Linked DNA regions of Mus musculus: region 2 is linked to region 1. A link is a contact called in public promoter capture Hi-C data. All regions are on one chromosome and are shown on one strand. The core of a region is the stretch at or near the end of the contact, and the rest is flanking DNA. Distances in the headings are between cores, read along the strand shown.

The links. Promoter capture Hi-C pulls out the DNA fragments that hold promoters and counts their contacts.
Region 2: a promoter capture Hi-C map of pre-B cells shows a contact between it and region 1, with 2.4 times the contacts expected there. The contact joins the promoter of Aatf here to the promoter of Taf15 in region 1.

What each region holds. Positions count from the first base shown.
Region 1 is chr11:83,469,708-83,474,551 of GRCm38.p6, reverse strand. Taf15 (TATA-box binding protein associated factor 15) reads right to left here and starts at 1,444. Exons shown (of 16, transcript NM_027427.3): 1 at 1,346-1,444. The coding sequence starts at 1,352.
Region 2 is chr11:84,511,133-84,515,860 of GRCm38.p6, reverse strand. Aatf (apoptosis antagonizing transcription factor) reads left to right here and starts at 2,360. Exons shown (of 13, transcript NM_019816.1): 1 at 2,360-2,569; 2 at 3,532-3,720; 3 at 4,283-4,378. The coding sequence starts at 2,479.

The DNA.
Region 1 (4,844 bases), core at 195-2,694:
CCACCATACAGGTACCCTACCCAAAAAGATGAGATTTCTAGCTCCTCAGTATCATTGCTAATCTGAGGGAAGACCATCATTCTCTGTCCCGTCTTTCTCGCTCCTTTTGAATCTTCTCCAATTGCAGATTTGATCATACACATCCCTCCAGGTGGACTGGGAAAACCTTTAGAAAAGGATTGCCAATTAATTAATAAAAGGGCAAATCTTCCAAGCATAGTGGTGCACACCTTTAGTGCCAGCGGTTAGGTGGATCTGTGAGTTTGGGGCCAGCCTGGACTCCATATCGAGTTCCAGTTGAGCCAAGGATACCTCATGAGATCCTTTCTCTCATAAGTAGGTGAAAAACTACCAAAGTCATTATGTCATCTCAGCCATATGGCTTTAGGCAATGTTTTCCTCAGAAGTAAAGAACTCTCGTTCTGGGTCTGTCTTTGCCACCTGTAAGTGTAGCCCAAAGAAAGGACCTTATGTGGTCAACTGGAACTGTTAGAATTCAGAGGACTTTTAAGTTCTGGTTTAACAGGACCCAGACTGCCTGTCCGGAGGGGGGAAAGCCTCACTTCCACACAGCAGTGGCCTCTATAAATACTAATTTGAGGAAGACGCTGTCCTTGGTCTCTAAAGTCTTAAGGGAAATGCCACGAAGACCTAAAAGTGCTCGTCAGTAACTGGCAAGGCTTAATTCTAAGTTCAGGAGATTAACAAGTGGAGGAGGGAGTACAAAGGTGAAGCCCAATAAACAAACACCGCCCCGCAACCCCAATGGTTACAGCAGAGGGAATGACCGTAGCGCGACTTCGGGTAAGGCAAAGTGCTTCGAAAAGGGCTCCCAGAGCGTAAGACTCCCACCTGATGAATGGGTGAGTCAGGAAGGCCCAGCTCCACTTCTCGGATGGGGAAACAGAGGAACGAGGTGGCGAGACGACCGGCCGGAGGCCTCGCTGAGAGATCTGAGTCGGCGCGGAGGACCCGAAGCCCCCAGTCCTCAGGCTGATGCTCAGATCTCGGCTCCCCCCGCCCTTACGATGGCGTAGACGGGCCTCCGCCCCCCCCCCAACTCACACACACCCTCCCCGGGGAGCTGCTCATCTCCCCAGGTTCCAAGGGCAGGATCAAAAGAGCTCCGGGGCGCTCCCGCCGTGATTTGTAGCCAGGGAGCGTTGGGAGCGTGCGTGCCTCCGGTCCAACATGGCGGCGACGCGGCCGCCCCCCTCCCTCCCCCCACCCCAGCCTCCCTCAGGCCGGAGTCTTTCCCTCGCGGCCCTCCGGTGGGCGGGAAGACGGCCAGAACCCACCGGACCCCTTCTCGCCGCTGCCGCTGCTCGCTGACGGAGTCACCTACCCGACATGACTAACAGCCGCGGCGCGGAGCCCCGCCACGGCCCGCGGAGAACAAGGAAAACGAAAAGCCAGGCGGCGCGGCTGCTGGAGCTGCTCTGAGGGCGGCGCGGCGGGCTGAGGCCGACTGCGGGCCCTCGGCAGCCAATCAGCGCGCGGCAGGCGATACCACTGCGCCGAAGCCGGAGGGGTGATTCCACGCCACTCCGTTCCGCCGAGCCTTAGAGTCCTCCCGGATCTCCCCTCCGCGACCGTACCATTATTGAGAGGGAATTGAGAGAGGAAAGTACCAATGCCCTCCTGGGGCTAGGGGAGGAAAGCGAGCCAGCTCGCTCCGCCCCATTCACAACCCCAGTTCTAGTTTTACCGGGTCTGGTAGACTTTGAAGCTATGAAGCGAAAGACGAGGCTCCCCTTTTATAAATAAGAACTTAATGCCTGGGAAAGTCGATTCTTCCTTTAAAATCGGGAATGGTGTGGTCGGCCTCGCTCGGGCTCTTGCTGCAGAACTTGAACCACTTGGGGGCGTCCCGAGTCTGGGCAGCGAGCGGAACGAAAGTCGTGACAAGCTCCATACCTGATCGCCTCCGGGGCTGTTATAACCACCTTGTCCAATAAAAAAATCGAAGTGAGACCAGAACAAAAATGTGACTTCAGTCTAAGTCACGCGCATAACTGGCTCCGGGAATAAGGAGACACGGGAATGGATCTTTCTTAGTCCTCTGTAACAGCTAACTCTTAAATTGTCAGCGCCTTACATCATCTCATTTAATTCGCACAACAGACTGATGAAATAGTTTCCCCCAGTTGCGGATACAGCCGGATAGCCTGAGGCTAACCAAGGGCAAAGGTGGAATTTTGAAGCCTGGTAACCAGACCCTGTTGCTAAGGGGTTTTACCGGAAAGCCGTAGAGTAAGCTCAGTTGGGAAAAGGGCTTGGAAAACTCGAGAATCTGCAAGGACATTTCCCCGAGTGAGTGACACCTGAACGAAGACCTGGGTGATGAGTTATTCAAGTTGAATTGGGCAAAAGATCTGTCCAGACTTGGTGTAGAACAAGTAATTTGATATGTTTGAAGTGTAGCCTCCAGGGGAGAAAAGTTGAACTTGCCAGAAAAGTAGGAGGGTATATAGCTGAGGCCTCTTAGTTTGAACTTTGTCCTGAAGGTGGTGGATCCACCCACTAGAGAACTTCAAAAGGTGGAGATTAGATATGTATTTTCCAGCTGTAGAATGAAGAATAGGTTGGAGTTGCGAGGTGCCTAAAAGTGGGAGAGAGAAGCGAGACTAAGAATTTTGCTCAGTGATCCAAGCCTGGCCTAACATGCTTGAGTCCCTGGGCTCAATTCCCAGCACTGATAATTTTTAAAACCAATTGAGGTAGCATGGCCCAGTACTAGAAAGTGGAATCAGGAGGACCTCTGAATTTGAGGCCAAACTGGTATACATAGTGAGTTCCAGGACACACAGGACTGCAGAGGGCCTTTTTTATTTTTGTCTTAAAACAAAATATTTTAAGCAGGAAGATCACTTGAGTGGCTTAATAATAATGCTAGTGAGAGAGATCGCAGTGCACTGGACTCATAAAGTAACTGCAGAGGGAAGTGCAGAAGTCACAGACACTTAGGAGGCCATGAAAGCCTATGCAAGAAATGGCCAGATAGAGGTGTCCTGCACTGTGACAGGGACCAAGCGGAAAAGACTAGAATGGAGCAAAGAAAGGGTAAGTTCAGAATTGATACCTTCAGGTCAGAAAAGAGCATGAGGTCCTTTCTCCTCATTGTATCTGTATAGACAGAGGATTTTAGGAACCTTTAGACAGGACCAAAAGGCAAGGCTAAAGAAATAAAGAAATAAAAGTTCTTTCATGACTATGAGCCATGGTACTTTAGCATCTGTATCGAGGAGAGGAACCCAGAGAAGAGCTTATGCAATTGTAGAGAACCAGGCTACAGGAGAAAGAAAGATCTTCTGGGTTCTAATTTTGTTTTTGTTTTTAAGAAAGATATACAGAGTATTGCTCATCTTTGACAGTGTAAGTTTATATCATTATCCAGTTTCCATTTCCTAAGATCTACTCTGTGTGTAGAACCTGGGAAACCCTAGAGATAGAGAAAGAAACCCAGCCTGCTGGTCTCAGAAACTGCAGTCACATAATATAATAGGCAGGGTGCAGGCCTGTGGTCCCTACCAGACTTGAATGTTCCAGGGGTGGAAAGTGTTCTAAAAATAGGACACTTCATCCATAGGAAGGTAGCCTTATGAAGGAAAGCCTCCTGCATGAGGTGCTGCCTAAACTGAGCTATAAAGAAAGATCAGGAACTAGCCAATAGGTTCTCCAAGGCTAGCAGCTGTGATAGAGCACTTTGGGTAATATAAGTGCCCCTGATTGGGTTGTCAATGGGGTTCAGGGATGATGGAAGATAGAAATGGGGGGACCGAGGTGGACATTTGGACATGGAGATGCATGTGCATAATCCAAGCCAGATGGAGGCTGAGGCAGGAGGATCCTAAGTTTGAGGCCATCTTGGATGACAAAAACCCTAGAGAGAAGCGTGGTGGGGGACAGGCTACTTCCTGAAAGGTCCCGTATGCTTTATGGAGGATTTTGAATACTATTTTTTTTAAATGGGAACTTCAGGGCCAGCGAAATGTCACATCAGGTAGTCAGTTACTGTCATACTGAAAACCTAAGTTCTATCCTTGGGTCCTGCACTATAGGAGAGAATTGACTCTTGCACATTGTCCCCTGACCTCCACATGCATAAATAAACGAACAAATAAGAAAAGTGGAAGCTTCTGAGGAAGTTAATTTAGGAATGACAATTAGTTTTCTATATCCATCATCTCTCATTTTCTGGGCAGGCTTGTGAAATAAGAGTCTATATTTTGTAGATGATAACCCCAAAACCCAGAGAGGTGAGCACTTTTATCAAGGACACACGGCCAAGTGGGGATAGACGCAGTGCTCCTCCCAGCCTTTGAACCGTGGTCAGTGACCTATGCACAGTGTCCGGGACCTCCAAACCTGAAACTCCTCCCATGTCTATACTGTTCCTGGTCATTCTCCACCAAAGGTAGAGTTGCAGATCAAGCTCTGTGCCTTCTGCCTCCCATGCTTTTGCCTGATCGATGAATCCAGTGAGCCATGATTATCTCGGCAACAAGCTTCCATCTTTACCCACTTGTGCTTTGTGCTGCCTTCTCCTGCTCCTGTGATGTCCACTCACCTGGCCCTTGTCTACACACTGAGAGAAGAGAGCAAGAACATTGTTTTTTTAAGATGTATTTATTTATTTCATGTATGTGAGTACACTGTCACTGTCTTCAGACACACCAGAAGAAGGCATTGGATAACCATTACAGATGGTTGTGAGCCACCATGTGGTTTCTGGGAATTGAACTCAGGACCTCCGGAAGAGCAGTCAGTGCTCTTAACTGCTAAGCCATCTCTCCAGCTCAAGAGCAGGAACATTTAACTCAACAGCTTTAGCAGAATGTTTC
Region 2 (4,728 bases), core at 1,111-3,610, 1.0 Mb before region 1:
ACCATCCTACACTTAAGAGGTTGAAACTTCTTCCGGAAGCTCCACTGCCCTTTACTGGCCCTCCAAGTCCAGTAGCACTCCCCGCTGGAGTCCTTTACCTGCCATTCAAGAAAGAAGGAGCTCCTGAGCTTTGAGTGGTCTCTCCCTCGCTCATGTCTTCACTTCCCTTAATTGCATCTTAAGCTCTACCATTCTTCCTCTGTCCTCCCTTCCAGGAAGAAGATTCCTGGGGTAGGAAAGCAATTGGGAGGGTGGTGGTTGGGGTATATGTGACTACTTCCTAAAAAAAAAAAATGGGTTCCCAAGTCAGGAGCAGACAGGAGAGGGAGCATTGGTAAGCAGGCTCGGGGCACCTGTACCTTACACTGTTTGCTCAGATCTGCCTCACACAGGCCAACAGTGTCCTGTATGCACAACAGCTTCAAGGTGGGCTCTGCCCTGCTTCCTTTTCTCTTTCCACCCTGTTCTCCTCACCTTAAAGGGCAGGTTTCTAAGCACCTGAAATAATGAGGGAGGAGGATCTAGGAGAATAGAATTTACTAAGTGTGGGGTAGGAGAACATTTTTGTTCTCTGTGCCCAAGGCTACTGCACCTCATAGAGAACATGTTTTGCTATGGAGGCTCTAACACAGACTCGACTGCAAGCGCAGCGGAGAGGACCTTAAAGAACAAGCTCTCTAAACTACTCTCAGCCATACAGCAATTTTCTTCGCCTGAGTCTTCGCCTAGTCTGACATTCTTTGGCTCTCCACGTCTGAAAGGCTTTACCCTAAAACAGTTGCTTTTTTTTTTTCTATTGTCTAGGCTTGGTCATCTTCACTCAAGGACCAGTTAGGACAGGAACATGAGACATGCCACAAGAAAGTAGAAATCTCTTAAATTTCTTAAATTCGGAAATCTACCTGAATCTGAGGGTGTCTGAATTGTCTTCCAGTGGATTCTACTGGGGAGCTACCAGTTGCCTACGTTGCTGGCTTTGGGATCCAGCTGGCCTGGAGTATACTTAAAAAATGGCACTGGCCTGGGGACTTAGAACTGGAAGAGCTCCTGCTTAGTGTACAGAACACTCTGGGTTCAGCCCCTAGCTCTAAATAAACAGGGTGTAGTGGCAGGCACATGTCTCTAATCCCAGTGGAGACAGGAGGGTCAAGAAATTCAGGGTCATCTTCAATTACATGATGTGTAGGAGGCAAGAGACTGTCTTAACATACAAACAGGCATGGACACAGTGTCTATTATTCAAGTCGTTTTTTCTTTTTTTTTTTTTTCTGGATTCTTCTGAGGCAGCTTTCCTGTTATAGTAGATTCTAGGTCTCCATGGAGGAAGACCTCCAACAGATCAGTATAGACAGACCACTTTACACTCAAATTTGTCATTCCTCGGTGCAGTTCATGTTTCCTGCCCTTCTAGACTGGTCACTGTGTGGAGAGAGAGTCTAACTTACACATCCTATATTTCATCTAGCAGTGCTTGCCACAGTAGTGGGCGTCAAGGGATGCTCCATGAAAAGAAAAACGAATGCAAAGTGATGGCATAGCTTCATGGGCCTGGGTGCAATTACATTTATCACATTAAGGTCTTTGTGTATTTTGAGTCTGGCCATCTAATACCAGAACTGAGTGAAGGGTTTCTCTTCTCCCATCTTCACTAGTTTCGGGGGTCTGACTGAGTCACTCCATCTTTGAACAGAAAAGCTGTTAATATCAACGCTTCTGTAGTAGAGTAATTCTACCCCCCTGCCCCTCCCTGTGATTGCCCAGGCAAGAGGGTACAAGAAGCTACAGAAACAATCTTGATTTGTGGTACAACCATCGCGATTCCTAATTATTTCTATCAATAAAGATCGCACCTCGCCGCACACTTAACACACGCAGGCCTCTCAGATCCTGGCCCGAAGCTGTGTGCCTGGCCGCAGGCTCCTCTACCCTGAGAAAAGCCCCGTTTTGAGTCCCGGGTCTGTGCTTGCTCGAGTGTGTACCTGAGGTTTGAGAGGCTTATCCTTCACTCCCTTTCACAAACCAGCCAGCCACCAGCAGCCACAGCTACTTTACGCTTAATTCCTAAACCAAGCTCGCACAAAGCTCGAGGCGTTATTTCGTGCTTAGGGGACCCTGGCAGCTCAGAGCACAATCAACCTTTCTCGCTCCAAGCGGTCACGTGCTCCGGCGCGCTCCCGCGCCGCGCGTCCGAGGGGCCTCCGGCGCACGCGCGTTCGGGCGGCTCGCAACCCTGCCACGGTTTCGGGCGCCTGCGTCTCAGCTTAGCAGCCCAGTGGTGACGCGACGCCCCGCCCCTCCGGCGCGCGCGCGCCTCCCGGAAGTTGCCTACTGGGATTCTAAACGCCGCCTCCGCGAGGTCTCCGCCTTGAGTTGCCAAGTAGAGTCTGGGCCGTAGCGCCACTGCTGCGAGTGTCGGGCCGGGGGGCTCGGGCTGCAGTGCAGGTTCACGAGCGCAGCGCCGGCAGTGACCTGGTGACCATGGCGGCGCCGCAGCCCTTGGCTCTGCAGCTGGAACAGTTGCTGAATCCGAGACCGCGTGAGGCGGATCCTGAGGCCGACCCGGAGGAGGGTGAGGCCTGACTGGGGCTAACCACGTGCAGAGCAGTGGCTCCGACTTCAAGGGCCGCTGGTGCTTGGACCTGCTCGCCTTCCCTTTTCGCTGGGGGAAAATTGTCTCTTGGGAGGGTGGCGTGAGCAGTAATCCAGCATTCTAGACTCTGGGGGTGGGCGGGACATCAGGACCCTGGCGGGGAGTTGCAGGCAGCCGGCTGGCAGCAGTTTAGGATGCCACTTTTCTTGGTATTACCTTCGAAAGGAGAAAGAAGCCTGATGAGTTTCAGGTTTTTGTGTGTTTGAAACTGACTGCTTCTAAAATCTTCATGAGAATGAAAATGATTACCCGATGCTGTTTAGCCATGTTTATTTAGGCCTTAAGCCATTTGTCCACATTCTGATGACAGACTGATTCTTCATAAACCTGTTCTGAGACCGGCTGGGAGTAATTGTGCTTTAGACTTGGGTCAGGGAGGTGTGAGAAAGACAACTGGAGGGGTGTCATGAGTGTCTATAGCACCCAATGACTGTCACATATTGAGGAAGAATTAAGGACCCTGGGCATGTAGCCGATAACACTTGATGCACTGGATTTAATTTTCAGAACCTCTGAAAAAGAAAAACAATAAAAAACACCATGGAAAAGCAAGGAAGAATCAGATTTATACGTTCCTAGATTTATAAGTTCCAAGGCATAAAAACATGTCTCCTAGTAGTTGCAGGGAGTTAGCTCTCTGTTTAGAAATAGATAGCAATATGACAGCAGTCTCCTTAGAAACCAGAAGTCAACTCCCTATTCCTGTAAGTTAGTTATGTTATGTTATAGAGGACACAATGAATCAAGGGCTGGGGTGGAGCCCAGTACTAAGAGTACTCACCTAGTACAGGAAGGTGGGGTGTGGGGTTGAAATGGCTTAAGTGGGTTCCTGTTAAAGTATTTTTCTAACCTAAGATTCTATTTTTCTCCCTCCCCAACAGCCACTAGAGCCAGAGTGATTGACAGGTTTGATGAAGGGGAAGAGGAGAAAGATGATCTGGCAGTGAGTAGCATTAGAAAGTTGGCACCAGTCTCCCTCTTGGACACCGACAAAAGGTATTCTGGCAAGACCACTTCTAGGAAAGCTTGGAAAGAAGACCATTGGGAGCAGGCTCTGCCAAGTTCATCTGGTGAGTAGACATTTTCACCCCAAACTCTTCTCTTGGCTTAGTTCTGTATGGTTAAACTGTTTTGTTTCTGGATTCTTTCTGGAAGTCTGTGGGTCTCCACTTAATTTAGGAGAGACCATTGAATTGGTACTTGGAAGGGCCTTAGAGGTCAGCATGTTACTTTAAAAAGGATGCTAAAGGGCTGGAGAGATGGCTCCGTGGTTAAGAGCACTGACTGCTCTTCCAGAGGTCCTGAGTTTGATTCCCAGCAACCACATGGTGGCTCATAACCATCTGTAATGGGATCCGATGCCCTATTCCGGTGTGTGTGGAGACAGCTACATAAACATAAAATAAATAAATAATTCTTTAAAAAAAAAAAGGATGCTAAAGCCCAGTTAGGCTTTGTTTCCTGTTAGCGTTTTAGAGATGATAGAAACGTAGTGAGTTCGTGCAGTTGAATAGAGCACAATAACATGTTTGTTCTGTCATATAAGCTCCCACAGATTAACTGGAATGAAAGATGTGGCCTGGTATTTTTCTCTAGGTAACTCCTTTCCCCTTTTTTCCCCTTATAATTTAGATAACGAAGCATCTGATGAGGGAGGATCTGAAGATGGGGATTCAGAGGGCCTGGGCCTGGAGGAGATCTCAGAAGATGTTGACGAAGACTTAGAAGGTGAGGGCGAGGATAGTTCTTTTATCTCAGAATTAGGAGAGACTGAAGCAGGGGAATCAGGAGTTCAAGGCCAGCCTGAGCTACACAGTAAGTTCTGCACTAGCATGTGCTACACCTGAGACCCTGTCTTAAAAAACAAACAGACAAACAGAAACCTAACACTCGAGGTTACCAAGTTCAGGTTAGTGGCTCACCCTGAAATGAGGGGGAAACTGGGCAGAGCATAATGGGTATTGACAGAGCTGTGTGGTTAAAAAAGTTCACATGCCCATGGTGCGTTTTATATTTTGACTCTTTTTGTTTTTCAGGTCTTTTATTGATTTCCTGTGTATTAGTTACTCGTGAAACTG